Regions from separate parts of the Macaca mulatta genome. Here region 2 is linked to region 1. The links are chromatin contacts, called in public Hi-C maps. All regions are on one chromosome and are shown on one strand. Each heading gives the region's core, a stretch centred on a gene start, on an enhancer-like site or on the middle of the called end of the contact. The rest is flanking DNA. Distances are from core to core; before and after follow the strand shown.

Evidence for each region. Hi-C and Micro-C count contacts between places; a contact is called where the count stands out from the background.
Region 2: a Hi-C map of cortical neurons shows a contact between it and region 1, with 5 times the contacts expected there. The contact joins the promoter of MAT2B here to the promoter of CCNG1 in region 1. A contact is called at or near these places in 2 of 14 Hi-C or Micro-C datasets (cortical neurons and liver).

The regions. Positions count from the first base shown.
Region 1 is chr6:172,253,528-172,259,896 of T2T-MMU8v2.0, reverse strand. It overlaps CCNG1 (cyclin G1), which reads right to left and starts at 2,837. Exons shown (of 8, transcript XM_078004521.1): 1 at 2,773-2,837; 2 at 2,627-2,671; 3 at 946-1,209. The coding sequence starts at 1,209. It overlaps LOC144341338 (a long non-coding RNA gene), which reads left to right and starts at 3,155. Exons shown (of 3, transcript XR_013418216.1): 1 at 3,155-3,249.
Region 2 is chr6:172,323,816-172,329,715 of T2T-MMU8v2.0, reverse strand. It overlaps MAT2B (methionine adenosyltransferase 2B), which reads right to left and starts at 1,798. Exons shown (of 7, transcript NM_001257473.1): 1 at 1,640-1,798. The coding sequence starts at 1,702.

The DNA of each region.
Region 1 (6,369 bases), core at 1,588-4,087:
ATCTCTGTGCTCTCTCTCTTCTTGTAACCTCTTCAGCAGTACACTTATACCTCTTTAAAAGAATAAGGTAGTTACTTTTCTTACTATGACTTGTACATAAGAGCAATGATCTTATTCTCACATTAGACTGAATTATACCTGAGGGGACAGCTACATATTATTCATTTATGTAACATTTATAGATTCAAAGGTAGTAACTACACATGTGAAATGTCAAGAGGTTAATTAGTCTATTGAAGCAAATTTCTTGAATCTTCAACAAATATTGAAGTCCTTTCTTGTGATACACTGTATTAGATACCAAGGACTAAAATATGAGTTTCCTTCTAATTGCCACATATCTTTTTTTCTTCCAGTGACCATAGGTGTATGGGAAAGGGAGATGCATTTGTAACAGTTAAGCTCTGAAAGTGACATAGTCTTGTTTATCTAGTATAGAAAAATAGTTGCTCCTTCAGATACACTCTCCTCCCCACTGCATGTACACTGAAGCTGGAAATGCCAAGCATAAGCAAGTCTTGACTAGGTCTAAGGCTATAACATTTACAATTTTATATATGGGTAGTGATTAAGAAGTATATTCTTAGCCACAATGTAGCCTCTAATAAATATCTGCCACTAATACATTTGTTTATATCTAAAAATAGTAAATAAATGGACAAATCCAACCTATCAAGAAGGGTTTTTTAAAAACAGCCAATTTTCTTACTAGGAAACTGCAATTAGTTACTTGATATTAGACTATTTTTCATTTCAGAATTTAAGTCTAATACCTGATGTACTCTTATGATAAGAAATCATATTAATGCTGTAGTAGACAAAATTAATGTTTTGGCTACGTGCTGAAAATAAAAAAGGTCAAGTTTGTGAGTATCAGCCAAAAGGTAACAATTCCATCTCCAAAACACACTGAGCAAAATTACAAAAGTGTAGCTTCAAACATACCTTCATTTTAGACAGGAATCTGTCCAGTAAATTCACAGCTAGAGAAAATGTCTCTGTGTCGAAGCCAAAGAACTGAGTTAGACTAAGAAGATCTTTTACTTCAAAGTCCCTTAGTCTTGCAGTCATTCTGAGGCCATTATCATGTGCAGACTCAATTAGTCTCAAGCCACAGACCTTTGGCTGACATCTAGACTCCTGTTCCAACAGGGCATTCAGCTGGTGTAGCAGTTTCTGAGAGTCAGTTGTTGTCAGTACCTCTATCATCTATATATAGAAAAAAAGACCAGAAAGGAGTGTAAGTAGTCCTTCCTGCTTTCCTTGGCCATCTTTGCACTGGGCCAAGAAATGATTTATAAGTCTCCCATCCCCCAATGCGGCTAGTGCATCTAAGTCATTGCAAAGTGCCATCTGTTATTTATTTCCCTTCTACAAGTTGGTCACATCCTAAATGTGTGTTTTTTTTTTTTTTGGAGACGGAGTCTCGCTCTGTTGCCAGGCTGGAGTGCAGTGGCACGATCTTGGCTCACTGCAACCTCCGACTCCCCGGTTCAAGCAATTCTCCTGCCTCAGCCTCCCAAGTAGCTGGGATTACAGGGGTGCGCCACCACGCCCAGCTAATTTTTATATTTTTAGTAGAGATGGGGTTTCATCATGTTGGCCAGGATGGTCTCGATCTCCTGGTCTCGTGATCCGCCCGCCTCCGCCTTCCAAAGTGCTGGGATTACAGGCGTGAGCCAGCGCGCCCGGCCGGAAACATGCTTTTTAGAAAAATAAAATGCAAATCTTCAAGAAATACTTGTTCAACTTATACCTTGTCAATAGATAACCACGAATAATCACCGTAAGACAGGATACCGAAAGTGAAAAGCAGATGGTAGTTAAGTATTCTGCCACATTTTAACAACATGAACGGTTCAAGTTACTTAATTGTACTTAGTTCCTCATTTATAAAGTAGTGATAAGGTTTATGACCTACCTCACAGATTTGTGTGACCTAAATGAAATCACGTAAAGAGCTTAGCACATATAGTAGGTGCCTAAAAAACACTGAACAATAATGAGCTTGAGCTTATTTCTAGATTTATAAAATGAGGGTAACAATATCTGTCGCTGAATGTGAAGAGACAACAAGATTCACCACTTACAGAGTATAGCACAGTTCTTGGCATACAATACTCAATATTAGTCAACTTTTATTGTTGTTAGGAAAGGAAACTTAAAAGGTGGCATTAAGAGCACGCACTGGGGCGGGGGGCGGTGGGTGTTGCTAACCTAGTCTGAAAGGTGAACCTGGGAATTCCATTGATTTAAGTGTGCATAACACAACCATGTCCCGGGCACAAGCTAAGCCCTAGATACACGGAAGGTCCCTCTCCACACCAACCTAAAGACAGGAAGGCGGAGATCTTCAGAGTTGGTCATGTGAGGAACCTCTAACTGCAGGGGTTCCATTCTTCCTCCCCTGGCTACTCCCTGGGACTGGGCCGGCAGACACTAAGGCACCCCAGGAGGCCGGATCCGGCTCCGCCCCTCCAGCCCCGGACTAGCCTGGGCTTGTGCTCACAGCAGCGGTAGAGTTAACTGCGGAAAAGGGCGCGGGCCAGACCTACTCCTCGCTCCACGTCCCCAACCCCGCTCCCCACCCGCACCTGGCGGTCAACCCCCGCGCAGTCCCACTCACCTTGACAGCGACTGCAGCTCCTCAGCGGTAACCACCCTCCCCGGGCCTGCTCCCCTCACCCCACGATATTAGATCCAAGAGGACTACGAGGAGAGGTGACTCGTAGGCAAGAGGAGAGAGGCCCGGGGAGGGGGCGCTGTCCTGGGTGGAGGTCTCGGCAGCGCAGCCGAGACGACTTCGCCCTGATCAGGGTCAGCTCGGAGCCGAAGGGGCCGCGCCTGCCCTGCAGAGGAATATATTGGAGGGCGGGGCTTTCTCGCGAGAAGGGGGCATTTTCAACTCTGATTGGTGTAATTCTTTTGATGGATGGCCTCCGCTATCCGTAAAAGGCTGGGCCGTGGAGTGAGAAGCCCGGCCAATCAGCTCACACTTCCCGTTATCTGGCGTCAAATTCCCCGGCCCTCTTCCACGCCCCTACCTCTAAGCGTCTCTCATTGGAGAATTTAACAAAGTGTCTTCATTCAGTAGGGGGCCGAACTAAATACTCTATGCACCAACCCTTGCCTGGGTCAGGTCAATCGGCTGCCAGCCGGATTGGCCAGCGTATCATTCCAGAATGTACTGTTTGTTCTGTGGGGTTTAGGAGTTCTACAGTGGTTCTGCCCTATCTTTCTAAAAATACAGTGAGTAGTTAAAAAAAAAAAAAGTCAACCTTTGATTTTTTTCATTACAGATAAAGAGGTAGTGGAATTTATATAGTGTGGTGGTTTATCAACTTCCAGAGTGCCCTCTTCGTGAACTTTGAAAGTTAGTTGATTCTTGCCTTAGTTTGCTTTTTGTACAATTTATCAAATAATGGAGTTGGACTGTGTAATTTCTTGACCCTCTAGCAATTTTCTGAATTTGCTTTTAAAGCAAATTTAAAGAGAAAAGTTGGTACAATTTTTCAATTGCTTAAAATGAAAGGTGTGTGGCAGACTGTTATCAGGAATAATTGTGGTGAGTGTGAATCCCAGTCTACAGAACAGAATGTAAAGCAATATTACTCTTTTTATTTACTGTAAATAATTTAATCTCTATGAACCTCTCCTATGCCAGGTTAGTGGGAAAATAATTAGCCTGAACTCTTCTTAGACTCTCCTCACTCTCGCTCTCCCAGATCATCACAAGTGAGAAAAGTCCATTAGTAAAAGGGCCTGAAAAAGGGTGCACAAGGAGTCAGTTCTAAACTCTTATGAATTACACAGTAATTGGATTGTCTCTGTTCTCATGGCCCCAGTTCAGTCTCTCTTACTTTGACAAAGTGAAAATCTGGAAGATTTGCTGTCACCTCTGCTGTTTGCCCTGCCATGTACTTACCTAAGGCAATGCCACAGAACAAAACTCTGGAAAGGGGGAAAAGGGGTGGGGAGGAAGGGGAAGGAAAAACAAAAGAAAACATTAATACCTCACAATAATACCTTAGCCACGTAATCAGGTCAGTTTAAAAAACTGGGACTCAAATGGGGAAGAGGCCTTTCTTCCTCTTGAAAATAAAAGCTTACCTAGTGAATATAAATTGGCAATTTATAACCTTTAACAAATAATTTTATTTAAAAATACTTTTTGCTCTAACGTGTGAGTTTATAAATGTGATTTCTCCTTTTGCCTTTTAGTTCCTATTATTAATTCCTAAAATTAGGAATGTATGTGCACAATTTTTAAAAAATGGCTATATTAATTCCTAAAATTAGGAATGTATGTGCACAATTTTAAAAAAATGGCTAAAGCATCATAAAATCTTTATGGCAGACTGGGCACGGTGGCACACACCTATAATCCCAGCACTTTGGGAGGCCGAGGCGGGTGGATCACCTGAGGTCAGGAGTTTGAGACCAACCTGGCCGAGATGGTGAAACCCCGTCTCTACTGAAAATACAAAAATTAGCCGGGCATGGTGGCATGTGCCTGTAATCCCAGCTACTCAGGAGGCTGAGGCAGGAGAATCGCTTGAACCTGGGAGGCAGAGGTTGCAGTGAGCTGAGATTGTGCCACTGTACTCCAACCTGGGAAACAGAGCAAGACTTGGTCTAAATAAAAGAAAAAAAATTCTTTATAGCAATGAAAAGCATGAATAAATTAACTAATATTTCATAGCATAAGCCAATGGAGAACAAATTAGACTGTTACCCATCCTTGTAGAACATGTAACCTGTGGGCAATATGAACACATGGACTTTAGAATAAAATAAACTTATATTCATATCCAGGAATAGCTCATAACTAGTCATGTGACTTTCAACAAGTTAATCACATTTTCTTTTCTCAACAATAGGAAGTAAAAAATACATTATTCATGGGGTTATGAAGAGGATTAAATAATAGAAAGTGCATAAAGAGGTAGTCACTATTCCCAGATCACAGTAGATTTCTTGATAAATGGTAGCCCTTATTATTAAATTACTATTTCTTTTTAAATATCTTGCTCAAACACACTTTGGTTGTGTTTTCTCTGTTGTCAGACTTAGTCATCTGTTTTCAGCCTAGAAGGATAATCAGTGTGTTAGAATTGTTTATTTAACACAGGTAAAAGTATCTAAAGTGCATGTATTAATTTCTATACGTTTTTATACTTGAAATTTTCACTTGAGGGCTTTTAGGTAATATTTTTTATGAAATAAAATATTTTCTCTTACATTAGAATATTTTTAGTTTTTATTAAAATCTCTCACATAAAAAATTATTTCACCAGAATTGGAGAGACATTAATTAAATACAAATCAAGTCAAATTGATATTCTTTACTTTTCTTCCTCCCTTAACCCCCTCTGCCATTTTCATTTCAAAATGTTAGAATATAGACCATCATTTAAATAATTGAAAAGACCTAATTAGCAAAATGTGGAAATGTAATACTCAATTATCCACTCTTGTAAAATAAAGATAATGAGCCCTTCATTAACTATGAATTTATTTTTAAAGAAGTGTGGATTTAATCATGAATTCCTATTAAAAATTTGTTAAATGACTGACTTCTGGGGGTATATTCTAGGCTCAATGATGTATTCAATTCCTATCCTCATACTTTCTTCTCCATTAACAGTTAAGTACAACAAGAACTAATGGTCAGAATAATGGCCTTGAGGCTGGGCAAGAATCCAGGCAGTAACTGGAAGATTTAATCATATTCTCCGCATGGTAGGCTGTAGACGTGCCTTTGAACAACAAAGATTATAACAAGCAGATATAAAACAGTGGCAGTGTGTCAAATACTGCCCTCACAGGGAAATTCCCAGTTGGCTTTGTTTGTTTCCATCTTGGAGATGTGGCAGTCTGTGCCTTCCCTCCTGCACACAATGTCCAATCACCTTAACCTCTTTTCAGGCTCCTTGGGAAATGTCCAGTACTTTTGTGTGTAGCCTTGTCCAGCTATAAGGGCCAAGGAAGTGAGGGTCAAAAAGATCTCAGCTGAGTCCCCTTCTGCTTTCTGATCCTTCCTGTAACTATGCATTACAGCCTCCTCCACTTCTCTAGCTGTTCTCTAGTGCATCTAGTCTATCTTATTCATTTGAAGATAACATGCTTGGCAGTGGCTTCTTTGATTCTTTATTAGTTCCTGGGACACCAGTGAAATTAAATATGGTTGGGAGGAGAGAGAGAAAGGATACATAAAAAACATAGATTAACAATTTCATGTATATGCTTCTACTCAGAGGTTCTAGCTACCACTTCTATACTCAGATAAAGTATAGAAAACCCTTCCAATTAATTGAGGTTTTACTGTATATTTCATGAAAAACTAAATTTTTGACTCGTCAAGTAACC
Region 2 (5,900 bases), core at 549-3,048, 71 kb before region 1:
AAATGTGGAGCTACTGTTATTATTCTATCTAATCCAATGATACCAAATTGTATAGGTAATGGGAGATATATGGCTCTTTCTGAGTGGTCCAACACAGTTCTCTGGGACAGTGATTTCTACTGTAGCACACTTGCATTACTGTCTACTAAAAATGCCTAGAAAAGTAAAGAATGGACTATTACTAATATGTGGAGGGGGGCTTCCCTAAATTTCAGTGGTAAATGCCTTGTCGTTTTTGGAAACTTTAAAACTTGGCACAGTTTCATGTTTATTTTTTAATGCCCCAGAAACAGACCTTTTAAGTAAACATTACTGGGCTTTACTTTTTAAGATTCTCTAACTACTTAGGTGGGACTGGTCTAACTACTACTGTGCCCCACAGACAGTATTACTAACAGGAACCACTCTAGGCTGCTTCTCTAACATTAACTATGAGACAGTTCTCGTTCTCATGAGTCAGTAAGCTTTAATTCTACAGGTTTTGACAGCAGTAAGTCTGTGCCAAGCTCTTCGTTGTTTCATTTTTAATGAAGGAAAACACGAAAAGCTATTTTCATTTTTATACTGAACTTCTTTTTGTGAAAGTAGATTAAGCTTTATATGCACACGTACACATACGAATGCATACATATAAATGTAAACATACAATACGTAACATGCACTCAGCACCGTCTGGAGGACCTAGGAACACAGAGGTTTAACAGACCATTTATCCTAACTTTACCCTCAAAGAACCAACGTGATTTGAAAACCCTAAACCCTAAATACATTTGGAAGCACGAAAACTGCATTAACAAAAACAGCCATCTCCTATATTCTCTCTTCTCTCCAAAAGACATGGTCTGGGCAATAGCAGTGTTCTTATCCCCAGGGTTGGATATGTTCTGTTGTCAGATTAATGCTGGAAGCCCTTAAGTGGAATGGAACAAGATGGGGCGGGGATGCGAGGGGCACCAGAGATGGATCTTCCAATCATCATCATAATCTTCCTTCAGGGATACTCCGTAGTGGTTCAAAGCCCGAGACAGTCACACAAACCTGTATCTGAATTCCAGGCTCCAACCTTACGGAATGAACGCGGGCCAATGTATCACCCTCTATGCCTGTTTTCTCATCTCTAAAATGAGGCAATAACAGTATCTCACAGTGGAGGATTAAAGTAAAGCCCGTCAAGCGCATAACAGTGCCGAGAACTTAAAGAGTTCCGTAAGTTGTCATCTCCAGCACTGCTATTTGTGTGAAGTCACCTTTTCCTGTTCTTTCTCAAACCTACGAACTTGTAAGATCGAGGAATACGAACCAAAGATGAAGAAACGGGGAAAAACAAAATCAAAACAGACACAACTCTGAAAAACCTCTTCGCCGTCAGGAGCAGAGACTGAACTCGAAAGTAAAATCTCCACCTACTTGCTTCCTGCCGCAGTGGCTGGAAGAAAAAAACACTGACCCGTGTGCGCCGAGATAAACAAACTCGGTGGCGCCCCCCTCGGATCCGGGGCTGGGAGGGTGGCGGTGAGACCACTCCTTGCGGGAGGCTCTGACCCGGGCGGAATACGCCTGGAAAGCCGCCCGAGCCCCGGCGGCTCGTTCCCCTCGGCGCCCCCGCTCCCACCGGAGACGCCCAGGCCGACTCCCTCACCTCCACCAGCCGGCAGCTCCCGGGAACAAAGTGTATAGAGAGCTCTTTCTCCCGCCCCACCATGCCCGCCGTCTTCACGCCGCAGCCTCACCGGCCGCCACCTCCTCCAACCCAGGATCGACGCGGGCCTCAGCTCAGACGCCCTCAGCCCGCCTTCCCTAGGCCCAGAACGACCCCGCTCGCCGCTTCCGGCTTCCGCTGCCATAGCCGCGCCCGTTGATTGGCCACGTTCTGCCGACGCCCCAGAAAGAGGAAGGGCACGCGCGGTCCGCCCCCAGCCCACGCGCCGGTGGTTAAAGCTACACACAAAAGAAAGGCCCTGACCTTAGGCAGTGAACTCAGGTTTTGTTTCGGAGATTTTATTTGTGTGCTTTCTTCGTCTACTTTTTTTCTATTTTTTCTTGACTCGGGAAGAGATTGAACTGCATCGCCTTGAGTTTCAAGTTTGCAGACTGCTTAGTGCATGAGGATCGACTGAGCAGTATATAAAGTAGAATAAAAAGCATTTTAAAGTCATGGGGGCGGGGGCGGAGGTGGGTAGAGCATAATGGACACATCTCTAGAGCCCTAGGTGTGGGTTTTAAAGATTTAGAAAAGACAAGGAATAAAAAGAAAAGGGTTGGCGTCTGAGCCATTTGTCTTCCTGGATGCTTAAAAAAAGAAAAAAACCTGTGTGTGAGATTTCAAAAATGTAAAACTATTTTTAATTAAAATTAAAAAGTTGTGGGGGAAAGGAAGATGAATTACTTAGGTAAATCTTCAAAACGCAGGTCGTTGGACTTTACCCATAATTATATAATGAGAAACGAGCCCAGGGTCCGGCTTCTTAACGGGTTTAACCAGAATGAAGCCTACCCTTTGAGAAACACCGCCTCGGGGACTGCAGGATTGGGCCACGCGAGCCCAGCCTTGGTAAGCACCGAGACTTTAAGCAGCAGCGTGTAATGCTGGGCGTTCTACCACCTTTTAAAAGTCAATCAGCCCTAAGTGCTGATGCCGACTTATTTCCCTTCCAGTTCAAAATCGCAAAAGTCCCCACCCGGGTCGGACGCCTGTGAAATGTATGCAGAAAGTAAACCCTGGCACAGGCCGTGTAGGATTCGCCAACTTTGCACCGAATAGTCCAACGGTTCTTGTGTGCCCAGGATAGCAAGCTCTAAACGTCGCCCACAAACGTGACCACTGCTTGGATTTTCCTAGGGCCTTTCCCCGTCTCCTAATCCTTTTTGCTTTATTTTCAAACTAAAGACTAAGCAGCCTTTTAAAGAAGTTTTTCCACGTCAGAACACCGAGACTTTCCTTTCTCCCCTATCCCCAACAAAAACTCATTTCCTCACTCGTGTAAACATAAGTTTCTCTAGAACAGTAATCGAAGGCAGCCTGAGGTTTCTTCTGTTCCGATTTTTTTTTTTAAATACAGGCTATTACTGTTCATCAGTTTAGCATTATTTAGGGAATCCTTGAGGACTGCCCCAGCGCTAAACAAGTATAAGCCCGGGACAACAAAGAAGAGGGCGGGAGGAGAGCCGGGGGAGCAGCCAAGATCATCTTAATACTCCTCTCTTAAAAACTGGGAATTCGGTTTCAAGTTTCTAGTCGCAACACATGATGTAATCTTACCTTTCTATGGGAGAAAAGAAAATTAATTCTTCCTTCTTCAACGAGAAGAAGGTTTAAGGGCAAGCATGTGCAATTAGCATTCTGATTCTCAGAGCAGCCTAGTCTTGAGGAACAGAAAGAGTTTAACTTGGCTACTTTCGAGAATCTGACTTGATACTTTCCCCGTAAAAGTTGGGTACAGTTCTAGGGGCATATGTTTGGATATGGTTTTTAATCATTTTCTGTAGGGTCTATGCGAATCCAACGCTATTCTTACATAGACAATGTATAACTTGGTGTGGTGGTGAAGTCTATACATTTAAAGAGAGCAGCCTGAAACTAAAAGTTATGTTAGCAGATTAAATTCATACAAAGACATCTGGAACACACAACTATAGATAAAAACCTTATTTATGTAGAAACTTTATATACATAATTGCATTTAAAATGGTAAATGAAACTGCAGTTCTATCTTGCATTTTATTCTTGTCGGCTAATGAGACTTAGCTGAGTTCTTCATAACCTGGTTCTCTAGGTCAGTAACTAAAGTTGGCTTATTCTTCCTTGTCCCGAGGTTATGTTTTAAGGAAATGAATGACTCTCGTTTCTATTTTCTTTACACAACAATTCTGTTTTTAGCAGGCATTCACTGGAATGCTTTTAAAGCATCTCTTACTCTAGAATGCTTCATTTCTTGAATTGCTAGTTCTTACCTGCTCCATGTCCTCTGGCATTTCAGGCATGACTCCAGAATTATTTCAGGAGAGCAGATACGGGATGGGTCTTAGCCTCTGCCTTCTCTTGCTGGGTCTTTGTTCGCTGCTGCCTGCAGAGAGCGCAGGCACGCCAAAACGTGAGGCGCAGCTTCACTTGACCTTTTAAATTAGCATTTTGATTCCGATCCCGGAATCTCGTGCAGTTTTCCACATGGCAGTAAGCTGGTAGCTGATTCCCCGTGGTAGTCTCGAAAATACCCAATGAGAAGTTTCATGTTTAATTGCCAGTCAAGCCTGGGTCTATTTGCAAAACTATTTGGTAGAACTATTTAACAAAAACAAAAACAAAAACCCAACAACTTCCTGTCAAGACTGGTTGTAGTTTTCTCTTGCGGAAGAAGAGTGAGCCACGCTTTTGGAAAGCACACAGATCATGCAGTTGATTCCTGTTCTAAAAGGCACAGTTTTCTGTCATTTTATTTAGTTACATCTTATTGCAACAGATTATGTTTAGTAAAATTCTGCAGTGCTTTCCCTTCCCAGTGCTTTTTAATTATTTCAAAGGAGAGTAAAAGGCGGTGGTGGTAACAGCACGCAAGAAGTAAAATGCAACGGGTCATTTCCATTAATACTACCCTGCCCTCTGAGAAAATGGTAGATGGAGTGGACTTAAGTTTCACAAAGCATTAAGGACTTTTAGATAAGTGATTTCCAAACCTGCCTGCACCACAGAACCTAAGGAATGAAATCATTCTCTAGGAGTGAAGCCCAGTAATCTGTTTTCGAAGACTTTGAAGGGTAATGAATGTGCTCAGTGAGCTTTGCACCGCTATTCTGGATTATGGCTCTGTACCAATTTAAGAACATCAAAAACTGCCATTCGAATTGAACTAAAAGAATCATCTAACTTTTAATGTTATATTCATTTAGAGCACACAGCACATGGTAAACTCTAAGAGGCATTCAGAGAAATCTATTAATATAAATTATGAAGAATTGTTGTGTGTGTTTGCATTTGTGAACAAATGTGAACCTGAAAAAGCCAGTCTTTCAAGATGGATCCCAAGTGGCTAACTGGGCATAATGTATTTATTTTTATTGTTTCAAGACAGGGTCTCCCTCTGTCACCCAGGCTGGAGAGCAGTGGTGCCATCACAGCTCACTGCAGCCTGGAACTCCTGGGCCGCACGTGATTCTACAGCCTCAGCTTCCCAAGCAGCTAGGACCACAGGCGTGCACAACCACAACCAGCTAATTAAAAAAATCTTTTTGTGTGTTTAGAGACAGGGTCTTGCTATTGGGAGGGGAAATCTCTCTCTCTCTCTCTCTCTCTATATATATATATATATATATATATATATCTGAAAAGGACTAATATTCAGAGCAATTAACTCCACAACTCGATAATTTTTTAAAAAACAAGTTCTAAAATGGACAGAAGTTTTTAACAGACATTTGTCATGTCAGACCTCTATTGACTCCAACAGGAATGGCATCGTGTATGAGAGGCTGAAGAAAAGACCCAGAGACAGTGAACCAGATATAGGGTTTATTGAGGGAACTTAAATACAAGGACAGTCCAGTGGCAGTGGGTGGACGGGAGAACCACTGCCGTTTGTAAAAAGTATGGTTTATATAGCATTTTTACTTAGCATGTTCCACCTAGCAACCTCCATTTAACCCATAACAAAGGGCCTCCATCACCTGTATAGCTTGTGTTGCAAGGGATGAACCAGGGGCTCCCATGTCCTCCATCGATAAGGAGTGAATATTCGCCTTGGCCATTCCTGGATTCTTTAGCTCCAAGCACACATTCTTCTTAGACCACAGGGTCATTCTCAGGGTAGGCTTAAAGTTATTGCTGTCAGGTGGATCTGCCATACAACGCTATTTATTTATTTATTAATTATTGAGACAGAGTCTCACTCTGTCTGCCAGGCTGGACT